Regions from separate parts of the Sus scrofa genome. Here regions 1 and 3 are each linked to region 2. A link is a contact called in public Hi-C data. All regions are on one chromosome and are shown on one strand. The core of a region is the stretch at or near the end of the contact, and the rest is flanking DNA. Distances in the headings are between cores, read along the strand shown.

Region 1 (3,918 bases), core at 154-2,653, 97 kb after region 2:
GCTGGGGACACAGCAGAGGAAAGCAAATTTCCCATCCTAGAGCATGACGGCAGCCGGGTGAGGGCAGGGACTCCCGGCCTCTGCCCTCCATTCACCCTCTGTACTGGCTTCTAGCTCCTGGTCATAGGATCACTCCAGATGTCCAGGAATCTCAGCCAAGACAGGAAGCAGAAGATAGAGGCACCAGCCTCTCCTGCTCCTTTTATCAGGAAAATGAAAACTTTTCCAGAACCCTGGGAGGGTCTCCAGAATCCCTGAGGACACTAGCCTACAACAGAACTTTCAGGACTAATTAATCTGGTCATTATTTATCACCTGGATTTACCCAGAACAAAGAGGCCAGTTTGCAAAAGAGAAGGAGAAAGGATGTTGGGGTCAGGTTGTCTTGTTGCTCACTGTTCATGGGGTGAAGTCCTGACAAAGGAGCACATACTCCATTGCAAATCTTAAGTAAACAGTAAAACAATTAAAAATGGCATTGGATACAACCCAAGGTGAGACCAAAGTCTATTTACTGCTGTCTACTAAGCTCTTTTCTGAATGCCCTGTAGGAAATGTGGAGGGGCAGGAAAGGATCCAGCTTCAGGGAGCTGTCAGACTAGCTGGAGGTGACACACACACAGATGAAGTAATCTGTGACCACGAGAGATTAAGAAGGCTTTGGTGGGATCTGAAAGCACAGAATCAAATAGATGCACGTGCAAAGGCAGTCACGATATGAGGTACCCTCACGCCTGCCCTGCCCACACCCCTTCTGGGAACATGTCAATATCCTCTCTGACCCGTCCTACCACACCCAGGTCCCTCCCACCCCAACTAAGGCTGATGGGACCAGACGTGGACCTCCAGTCAAAGGCAGCCAGTCCCCTCCCTGGCAGCAAGGATGTGAGCGGAGCCACCCAGATGTTCCCTCTTGGGAATCTGAAGTAAGAGATGCAGAGACCCCTGCCCAGGTCCTGATACCAGGCAGGGCATGTCAGGAGACCACACAGTCCTCAGCAAGGAAAGGGCAGCCTCACTCCTGACTTGGGTCCATCCTGAACTGGGGCTGGGGTTGCCCATTCCATCCTGACCATCGGCTTCCCTTTAGCTAGGTCTGGCTGCTTTGAACAGGCCTTGGTCTCAGCTTGAATAGTACTGGTTTCGTCCTCCTGCCTCACCCCTGCATCCTTCTCTTAGCAGTTCCCCTGTCCATCCCCTGCCTCTACCCTAGTCCAGGCCTTCTTCCACCAACTGCTTCCTGGCATTTACTCTCCCCTTCATTTCATTGTCCACACTGTGGCTGGTGGTCTTTCCAACAAGCCCCTGTCATGCCCTTGCTTTACCTCTTTAATTGGCTCCTCATAACTCAGCCTCCAGGCCTGTCTCCACTGCTGGACTCCCTCCCTGGCTAATCTCCTGACCTGCTTCCCCAGCCATGCCAAGATTAAATAGTCACACCTCTGTGCCTTTGCACATGCCTGGACTTGTGTGTACAAATACAGCCCCCATCCCTGCTTCCCATGCCTCCTCCAAGATCAAGGTCAGGGGACATTTCACCCCCACCTTGACCTTGATTCCCCCTTCTTTGGCTACTGCAGCATGAGGCCTTGTGCTGGCATCTACCTCATTGCATTGGCACCACATGTGCTGTCCTTGCCACCACATGTGCTGTCCTTGCCACCTGGCACTGTGTATATGGGGTGAGTGAAGGAGTGAGTGAGTGATTCTCAGCTGGCTTGATACGGTTTTGTTGGGAGAATGGGGCATGAGGAGGGGGGTTTTCTTCCTGGGAAATGAGCCTCAGTCCAGTCTGGGTGGGGAGACAGGTGGTTTTTGAGGCCCTCCTGCCCCTACTTCCCCCACCCCCATTTGCCTGCTCCCCTGGTGACGCAGAGACACCCTCTTTGAAACCGGCCTCCTTGTCCTCACCACTGAAAAGAAATCCCCCATGAGCATCTCTCTGTTTTGCTCTTCTGGAGAAGAGGAGCACAGGCAGAGCCAAAGAGCAGAGGGCGGCGAAGCACTCAGATTTGATAAACAGGCAGCAGATTTCAGAAGCAATCAGGGGAGAAAAGAACATACATTATCCCCGGAATTCACAATGCAGCACTAATGAGCTGGAGGAGCTGTGGCTTGATCTCCCAGTGCCTCCTGCAGCCCAGGATTAGCCACTTGGGGGAGGGATGCAGGGAGTAGTGGGGTCTGCTGCAGGGATGTCCACACAGCCGGCCAGGGCTTTCCCAGGGGGACATGTGAGGGGGTGGTCCTGAGGACCCTGGGAGCCTGGTGGTTTACTGAGCCCGCAAATGCAGCTGGTCATAAAGGACCTGGAGACAAGAGGTTGCAGACACCTCAGTGGCAAATGGGCAACTCAGAAGAGGGTCCTCCGCAGAATCCGACCACACTGGCACCCTGATTCCAGCCTCTCGAACTGTGAGAAAGAAATTCTATTGTTTAGAAGCATCCCCGCCCCAGACTATAGTATTGTGCTATAGCAGTGGGACTAAGAAATAAGCAGCCTTTATTAAAACTTACTATCCACCAAGCACTCTTTTAAGTATCCCATGCACATTAATTTATTTAATCATGTTATCATTGCTCTGTCTAATAGGTACCATTATTATTGCTGTCCTCATTTTACAGATGACAAAGCTGAGAGCAGGGACTTTGACTCTTTGGTCCACTGTTCAACTCCAGCACCCAGAACGGCAGGAATTCAAACAAATTCAACTAAACAGCACCAAAATGTGCTCTGATGGAGAGCATGGGGGCCAACAATCTTCCAGATGATGGCACAGTGGGACCTTGGAGATGCGTGGAGGCTTTGAGGCCATTCAGGAGAATCTGCCCCTCCCACCTGCACTCTCTCCTTTCATACTTATTTTTCAAGGGCTCCCTATGGGTAGGACTTGTGTACCAAGAGGAATCAGATTTCCCCCATCTGCCCCCAAGTAGGTTATAATTACAATGTAATAGGTTTTCTGCAAGGAAAAACTTATGCAGAAAAAATATGGTAAAGTTATAAAAGCACAAAGAGAAGCAAACTAAGTGCTGCAATAATTTTGTCATCCATCCTTCCATGCACTCACTCATCCAGGGGGCCTGAAGCCATGAGATGCAGGGATGCGTGTGACACAGGCCCCTCTTCTGGTGGGGTGAGGCTGTGGCCTCCTCTGTCGGGGTAGCAAAGGCTTGGGGACAGCAGGTCCCAGCCTGAGGCCTCCCCCACCCCCCTGCTCTGCTCTGAGGAGCACTTTCCCCAGAGCTGGTCCAGCCCAGCCTGCAGCCTAGAGGGCTCTGGCTTGTCAAGAAAAGCAGGTCAATAAGCCTTGTCCCAGGCCTTTGGGCTGACTGCCCCCTTTCAGCCTCCCTCTAGCCTGCCTCTAGCCTCTCTCCCTCCCTCCATGGTGCCTGGCAGAGGGCCCCAGGCTCCCAGCCTGGCCTCTCGCTCACGCTCACGCACAGAGCCATCCACAGACAGCGTGGCCGCCTCCCCCACTGGCCCCCAGAGCTCTGCGGGGTGATTGATGGGGCTGCTCTGCTCCCGGTCCCAGAGAGCTCCTTTGAATAATAACTTGGCAAAATTACTCTCTTTTTTTTTTCCGCTTTCCCTATTTTTGATTCATTGGCTCTTTCTAAGTCATTCATCTCTTTTGAGTTAGAGGAAGAAAGAAGAAGAAGGAAGAAGAGGAGGAGGACGTGTCCAGGAGGTACAAGGGACCCAGCCCCAACTCCTCATGCCACAGCCTCTGCCATTAGGATTTCTGTATTAACCCTGACCTCCGCTGGGAGAAGAAAAGCACATATGGGAGGAATGGGGGGCAGGGGCGGGGAGGGCAGGGATATTTCCCTGAAGTCGCCCCTTAAAGCCAGCCACCTACTCTGTTCACATGTAAAGCTGGTCCCATCTGCCTGCAAGGATGTTAAGAGTTTGTT
Region 2 (3,834 bases), core at 1,244-3,743:
GGCTCAGCGGAAACAAATCTGACTAGTATCCATGAGGACGCAGGTTCAATCTCTGGCCTCACCAGTGGGTTATGGATCCAGTGTTGCCATGAGCTGTGGTGTAAGTCACAGACTCAACTCAGATCTGGCGTTGTGGCTGTGGCATAGGCCGGCAGCTGCAGCTCCTATTTGACCCCTAGCCCGGGAACCTCCATTTGCTGCGGGTGTGGCCCTAAAAAGATGAAAAATAATAACAATATTAATAATGGGAAAAAAAGAAGGTCTGTTTAGGGTTTTGTTGGCTACAGTTCCAATCAAATATATCCTCAACTGATCAATTTTTGTAGTTATAAAATTCAATTCAGCATTTTGGTTTGATTTATAACCAAAACAAAACCAAAACCAAAACCAAAGAACTCAACATTTCCAAAGAGTTAGGTATGACTATGTAAAATTTCTTGTATTTTTTTAATGATTACAAGAGTCAAGGTTTAGGTATAATATCACTAATGTTTCTGGTCCTAAAATCAAAAGAAATGTTATTAAAAAAAACAAACTGTCACTAAGAAAAAGACTAAGGCAGGCAAAATTCTTTGCTTTGACATACTCAAATGTGTTTATCCCAAATTACAGAATTACTATGCGTACAGGTTCCAATGCCTGCCACATGAGACTTCATTTACAGGCCCCTATGATAAAGCAACTATCTAACCAGAAGAATTGTCAAGCAAAAAAGCACACAGACTTTCTAATTTATACATTAAAAAGAAGAAGAAGAAGAACACATATGCACAGGTCATTTTATTTGAATTCCACTGAAGCCTGGGGTAGTTACCAAGGATTCTGCAAAGAAATCAAGACTAACTGTACCTCTACAATACAACGGTTAAACGGGATTTTCTCTAAAAGAGCTCTGTGAGCAATCCTTCCAGGTTTCAAATGACGCTTCTGCAGAGCTCTAGCTTTGGAACTTCAAATTCCAATGCGTTATTTGGAGGCTGAAATTATCCCTCTCCACAAGCTTTCCAAAGGACAGAGCGAAGCCAGAACACACTTCCAGCACTACTTGACTGCCTAATACTCCGGCAAGACCTCAGGACAGATCTAATAATGCAGGATCAGCAAAGCAGACCACCTAGAAAAGGAAGCCAAAACCACACAGCCTTCCCTGTCCTCAGCAGCTTCCACGCTCACCCGGAAGACACCCGTCTCCTAAAGAACCTACAGTCCACAAGCCCACTTAAGCTGCTGCCTGCCACTCTCTCGCTCCCAGAGCAGCGAGACCAGCACGCGCCCACAGGGATTCCGAAGCAGAGACAAGAAAATTGCAGAACAAATCCACTATTTCTCTAACTAGCCAACAACATGGATAAATCCTTCAACTAAGCATTGAGTAAATCTCATCTGAGAGAAAGATCTGTTCCAGGATGCTGACCAGCCACTGAGCTGGCTCGGGATGCCACCGGAGCCCACTTGCCGCCCTGAGCCGACCCAGCGCCTGCAGAGCTTCGTCCTTCCTTCGAGATCACCCGGGGACCCGCTAACTCGCCCTGTCGCCCCACAAAAGACTGAAGACCATGCCAAGTTACCGCCCCCCTCTGGGCAAAACAGAAACCCTAATAAAAACGCTGGTCTCCGCGATAAACCCTTTCGCCCCTAGCAGCCCACCAAGGCGACCCTGGACCCTGCAGAACGCATATACAACGCCCTCCAGCCTGGAGACCTCGATAAATAGATCAATCCTCCCGGGACCCCAATACACCGCTTCTTCTTCCCAGGATGCGAAACAAGACGCCCACTCCCGCTCAAAAGACCCTAAAGACCCCACGGATCTGCCCCTTCAGAGACCTAGGACCTTGCTAAACTGAATCCTCTGCCCTCAAAGAGCATGGGACCGCGAGAAAGGACCCTTCGTCCCGAAACCTCGCCATACCACCTCACGGAACTGAAGGACCCTGATAAATCTCCCTCGACATCGAAGAACCGGGACCTTCTACGCCTCCACCCACCCCCTACCCCAAAGCCGGAAGAGCCCCAGGACCCTCAATAAAACGCCTCCTCACCCCAGGAGCCCTGGCACGCGCTACACCGCCCTTGCGCGCCCGCACCCAGATCCCACCCCACCGCCTCCTCGCCCCCAGCACTCCTGAACCCCGACAAGCCTCACGCCCACCAAGCAGCGCCGCGCTGCCCAAGGAGCCGCCCCCGTCGGGAGCCCGCCTGCCCCGGCTGCTCCGTGTCCCCGCTCCCCGACCACTCCTCAGCGCAGACGCGCTCTGGGCTTCCTCACCTGGGCAGCGTCGGAGGGCGAGCGGGCCAGGAAGCCCTGAGGAAGAGAAGGAGGCGGCGAAGAAGGGACGGCTCAGGCCTGCGTCTGCGGTAGCTCCAACCCCTCCGCGAGGAACCGCTTGTGTGGGGAGAACCCTCCCGCTCCGCGCGCAACCGGGAGACCGAGCCACAGCCGTGCCCACAGCTCTTCCCGCGAGATCCCAGCCACAGCGAGAGGCGGGGCCAGGGAGAGGGGCGGCCACGGTGGCTGAGTGACAACTCCGAGAGCCTGGCGGCGGCGGCGCGGGAGGCGGAACCTGGATCCTAATACGACCAATCGTAAAACAAGAAAGGTGATTCGCCCACAGCTTCTCCACTCCCCCGCCCCTCATCAATAAACGAGGGCTAAAGTAGCAGTGACCTTAAGCAGTCTGGGGCAGTAGAAGTTTGTGGGAAGCAGTTCTGGATGCCGTCTTATCTTGTGTGTGGTCCTACCCAGCCTCCGTACTTATACCTGGTTAGAGAAGAAGGCGGTTCTCACACCGCGGTGGGCTGAGACGGTATTTCCCTTGGCTACAGCGTGGCCTGAAGTACTCAAGAGGTTCACCTGTTTGAACGCCCACACTTCTCAGGTTACCCTGTCTAAACCTCTTTCCCCCATCCGGGCCTCTCCTCCCTCCCCACCTCACACAGGGAGCCATTGTTGAGATGCATGTGTTTTCCAAACCCCTACTCGGGACGTCTGTCTGACAAATGACTCTTTTGATTGATGTTTACTTCTACTGAAAGCCTTCTAGAGCAGTAAAAAGTAATCCTCACTGAGTCACCAATATAACAAATTCCAAAATTACATGAAGAGTTGTATCTCTGTGGACCTCAGTGTCTGGCACATACAGGGCTCTGAATAAATGTAAAAGGAATGGCTGAAGAATATGATACTTAAATACAGCTCTCTCTCAGTATCTTGGGAATTGTTTCTAAGTGCCCTGAAGATACCAAAATAATGGATGCTCGAGTGCCCTATGTAAAATATCTGTAGTATTTGCATATAACCTACCTCCTGTAGACATTAAATCTTCTCTTGATCACTTATAATACCTAATAGAGTGTAAATACTACATAAATAGTTGCCAGCGCAACTTCTTAAACTTTGGGGGAATTTTTTCCTGAATACCATGGTTGGTTGAATCCACACATACAGTCAGTGGCTGACTATATATGAAATCTGGACTCGGTCCAGAAAATTCAGGCTTTCCTAGCCTTCCTCTACAATGACAGCCAGTTTCTCCACCCTGAAGTCCAGTCACTTTATTATTATGCCTGTCCTATAGCCTTCATTCATTCCACCTTTCCACCGCAAGAAGTGTTCTTTCTCCTCATCAAGGTTAATCTCTGCACCTGTGCACTGGATCCCAGCCATTCCCAGATTTTGATTAATCAACTATCCTCTCCCCATTATCAGTTTTCCCCTTTAAGCTAGCTTTTCTCTCCCACAGACACATTCAGTCTCCTCCATCCTTTGAACAGAACAAAAACCACCCAACCTGGTCAAGCCTTTCAAACTACTCTATCTCCTTTCTTCTCAGA
Region 3 (4,041 bases), core at 1,068-3,567, 96 kb before region 2:
GTTCCATTTATGAAGTAGTTGGGCTGAAATAACTTAATACATATTTTGTCTTAACAACTTAGTAGCTGTATGAAAAAAATGTAACAGGTCTTTTCAAGGTCAACACTGACATCCATGTTGCCAAATCCAACAGTGAATTTCTAGCCTTCATCTGATGTGACCTTTCAGCAGCATAAAATAATCATTGACTCTTCCCTTCCTGAAACACTTTCTTTCCACGACTTCTAGGGCACTATTCTTTCTTAGTTCTCCTTATACATCACTGGACGTTCCTCAGTCATCTTTGATAATTCCTTTTCATTTCCCTGAACCTTAAATGTTGAAGTGCCTTAGGATTCCGGTCCCCTAAAGACCCCTTCTTTATCTCTGTTACCTCCCAGGTGATCTCACCCAATCTCATGGCTTTAAATACAATTTATAGGCTGACTATTTCCAAAATTCTATCTCCAGGCCAGACCATTCTTCGGAACTGTAGGCGCATATATGTAAGTGCCAACCCAAGTAACTGATATCTTTACTTGAAGGTCAAATGGACTTCTGAAATACAACATCCAAAATTTAATCACTAATCTTTCCCCTCAACCTGTTCCTCCTTTCCACTGCTCAGACCAGAAATCTTAACTCCTTTCCTGCTTACCCCATATGCAACCAATCAGGAAATCCTATTGGCCCTATCTTCCGCCCTTGCTCTACCTAATATTTTGAACACAGCAGTCAGAATGATGCTTTTAAATATAAGTCAGATCATGTCATTCCAGTCATGACAGAAGAATTTGATGCTATTGCTCATGTGGTGAACTAACTGGTCTTGACTGTAATGTAGGTAGTCCTGGACTGTCTGCTTCTGGGGTTACTGGGAAATACAGAAAATTATGAGTTAGTTATATGTGCAACATATGGAATATTTCAGTCTGCTGAGAGTAAAGAGAGCAGTCTGACTGCTGTTTGCTACAGTAGTTCTGTAAATTATATTATTGTGTAAATCCACAGCTACTTATTTCATTGTTCTAATCCTTCTTCCCTCTTTTCCTCACCATAAACTCTTCTGGCAGCAATAAGGTTAAAAACAACCATACCCTTGAATGAAAATGATTAATGAAAAATTACAAAAATGGGAGTTCCCGTCGTGGCGCAGTGGTTAACGAATCCGACTAGGAACCATGAGGTTGCGGGTTCGGTCCCTGCCCTTGCTCAGTGGGTTAACGATCCGGCCTTGCCGTGAGCTGTGGTGTAGGTTGCAGACGCGGCTCGGATCTCGCGTTGCTGTGGCTCTGGCGTAGGCCGGTGGCTACAGCTCCGATTCAACCCCTAGCCTGGGAATCTCCATATGCCGTGGGAGCAGCCCAAGAAATAGCAACAACAACAACAACAACAACAACAGACAAAAGACAAAAGACAAAAAAAAAAATTACAAAAATGATTTTCTGCCTTTCAAGAAAGTGGATGGTAAATGTGTAATTCATTCATTTCTTTTAATTCTAAGAGGAGGTAAACTTTGAGTCCTTGCACGTCTGAAAGCAACTTTATTCCACTCTCACCTCTGATTTAGTTTGGTGGGATACAGAATCCTTGGGCTGCATGTTATTTTCTTTCTAATACTGTAGGCAGTATCTTACTTTTTTTTTTTTTTTTTTGTCTTTTTGTCTTTTGTTGTTGTTATTGTTGCTATTTCTTGGGCCGCTCCCGCGGCATATGGAGGTTCCCAGGCTAGGGGTTGAATCGGAGCTGTAGCCACCGGCCTACACCAGAGCCACAGCAACGCGAGATCCGAGCCGCGTCTGCAACCTACACCACAGCTCACGGCAACGCTGGATCGTTAACCCACTGAGCAAGGGCAGGGACCGAACCCTCAACCTCATGGTTCCTAATCGGATTCGTTAACCACTGCGCCACTACGGGAACTCCCTGTATCTTACTTTCTTAGAGCATTAAGGAATCCTGATGAGAGGCTTGATTTCAGCCTACTACTTGTCACTTTGTACATGACTTCCTTCTGGAGCATTTGTTTACTCTAGGAATTCTGTGGTTTTGTGAGAATGTTACACTATATTGGATTCACTATTTCAGCACTTGGTGTGCCCTTTAAACCTGAAAACTTGTATTCTTTTCCCCTTGTTTAATTGTGTAGTATCTTCTGGAAGCTCTCAGTATATTAGAGTTGTTTTTTGGTAATATTCTGATTATCTCTATTTTCTTTAGTGGTGATTTTTCTGGTTATTTTAGTCTCATAGTGTTAGCTTTCCTCACACGCCTGGTGATCTTTGGTTACTCATTCAGGCTTTCGTGAGTGAATGACTCATTAGCCAACACAGATTTCCTCTGTTATTGTGAAGACAGTCTAATTTTTGACTAGACTGTTCTCCTGAGAGGGGCTCTGTGTGGGCTGGGTACAGGCTGAGTGGCAGTGTTCCTTTAGGGTGTGGGTGGAGAGCAGCAGGCCCTCTAAATGCCAGAATGAAGATGACTTTTTCTTTTGTCCTGGAAACATAACTTGTATTCTAGAAGGCTTAGCTTTCCCCAGTTTCTTTGAAGACTATCTGGCTGGCATATTGCCTGGGTTCATACCAGCTATCTGCAGTCCAAGTGCAGGGGTGTGAGAGATATGGGGAAGGAAGGGGTACAGCTGCGCCTTCTAGTACTCAAGAGATCCCAAAAGCTGTTCAATTACTTCTCTATGGTAATCTTCCCATCTTTATTGCTATCAGCTTCTTCATTTCTTATTTCTATATATTTTATCTGAGTTGGGCATCAGGAGGGAAGAGAGGCAAAGGTATGGGTCTCGTTCAACTTGGAAATCATACACAGATTATAAGAGCTGGAATCCAAATTTAGGATCTGCATTATTACCAATAAGATAAATGTTTGAATGCTAAAAAACAAAGTGTGGTACAAGCAAACCTTCAGAAATCATACTGAGGTAGGAGGTAGATGGGCCCCTGGGCAGAGAACAGAAAGGAGGTAGAAAGGCCCCTGGGACTTTTTGGCCGAGTAAATTGGGCCTTGTTTCTCTTTGATACATCAAGGAAAAAGTTAATGGCAGGTGCTGAGCTCTGCTGGAGTAGAAAGATGACCACTTCAATCACTCCTGGGGTCAAGGAGAGCTCCCCAAATACATATGTGCTATAAGACTTTTAGGGATCAGAAAGGGAGGGGGTGCCAGGCCCTAGTAATTCTTGATACCATCCCATCATCCTTTGCCAAAAGATGGGCATGCATACTGGGGAGGGTCCTGTGTCCAGTCAGGTGTGAGAAATAAAATATGGTAATTGGCCAAAGGAAAACAAAGACCCAGAAGAACTGTGCTAAATAAGTGATTTAAATCATCTCCCTGGTTGCTCCTCACTGAGGAGGATGCCTGCAGCTGCACTCCTCTTTTGGGTGTGTACTACCTACTGCCTTGCTTCTGTCTTATATAAACTACTTCTCTCTGTGCTCTCCCACATGTTGCCATGTTGTACTGTGACTCTAACAATAAACTATACACCTGTTTTCAGTCTTTGCCTCCTTGCAACATTCTTGCTTTCAACAGGAGGCAAGATTCAGGGCAATTCTGCTTTTAGATTCAAGTCAATCTAGTGGCTAGGATTCCTGGTTTTCAACCAGGCTGCCCAGGTTCAATTCCTGAGCAGAAAATTAAGATCTCACTTCAAGCTATCACTCACTGCTGTCTCTCCGAGATCAATATATTTATAAATTGAGGGCTTCCTTATATAGTAATGCAGGCAAACAACACTAAATGATGTTTAATTTTAAAAAGCCCTTCATTAAAAATATTTATGTGCTAATGTTTAAATCACCTATCACTGTATCTAACATTTAGACCAGTAAAAACAGACATATAATTTTTGTTCCATCTTTGAGACATGCCCTTCCTCCATGACTCAAATGAGAGTAGACGCTGCTTATGGAATTAGTAGGCTACCATTATGATGAGACACATGAAAGTAAAGAAAAATCAAAATTAAAAATTTTCAAAATCCTTTATGGTATCAGATTTTGTTACCTGATACCATTTTTTACAAAAAGCAATCAGGGCTTAGA

The links. Hi-C and Micro-C count contacts between places; a contact is called where the count stands out from the background.
Region 1: a Hi-C map of skeletal muscle shows a contact between it and region 2, with 4 times the contacts expected there. The contact joins the enhancer-like site here to the promoter of GLCE in region 2. A contact is called at or near these places in 6 of 47 Hi-C or Micro-C datasets (embryonic fibroblasts, fetal heart ventricle, heart right ventricle and 2 more).
Region 3: a contact with region 2 is called in a Hi-C map of embryonic fibroblasts, with 2.7 times the contacts expected there. The contact joins the enhancer-like site here to the promoter of GLCE in region 2. A contact is called at or near these places in 1 of 5 promoter capture datasets (liver), 2 of 47 Hi-C or Micro-C datasets (embryonic fibroblasts and skeletal muscle) and 2 of 2 datasets of contacts at active chromatin or transcription factors (alveolar macrophages and skeletal muscle).

The regions. Positions count from the first base shown.
Region 1 is chr1:166,908,701-166,912,618 of Sscrofa11.1, reverse strand. LOC110261967 (a long non-coding RNA gene) reads left to right here. Exons shown (of 2, transcript XR_002346369.1): 2 at 2,626-3,030. Among named protein-coding and RNA genes, the nearest start is that of NOX5, 44 kb to the right of the region's middle. Within about 2 kb of position 1,403, at least 5 of the 83 cell types and tissues checked have an H3K27ac peak or open chromatin away from gene starts, as enhancers often do. A contact at or near this core is called in skeletal muscle, where this site is marked.
Region 2 is chr1:167,006,589-167,010,422 of Sscrofa11.1, reverse strand. It overlaps GLCE (D-glucuronyl C5-epimerase), which reads right to left and starts at 2,493. Exons shown (of 4, transcript XM_001927959.7): 1 at 2,270-2,493.
Region 3 is chr1:167,102,092-167,106,132 of Sscrofa11.1, reverse strand. All of the region lies in intron 1 of GLCE (D-glucuronyl C5-epimerase), which reads right to left. Among named protein-coding and RNA genes, the nearest start is that of PAQR5, 51 kb to the left of the region's middle. Within about 2 kb of position 2,317, at least 14 of the 83 cell types and tissues checked have an H3K27ac peak or open chromatin away from gene starts, as enhancers often do. A contact at or near this core is called in embryonic fibroblasts, where this site is marked.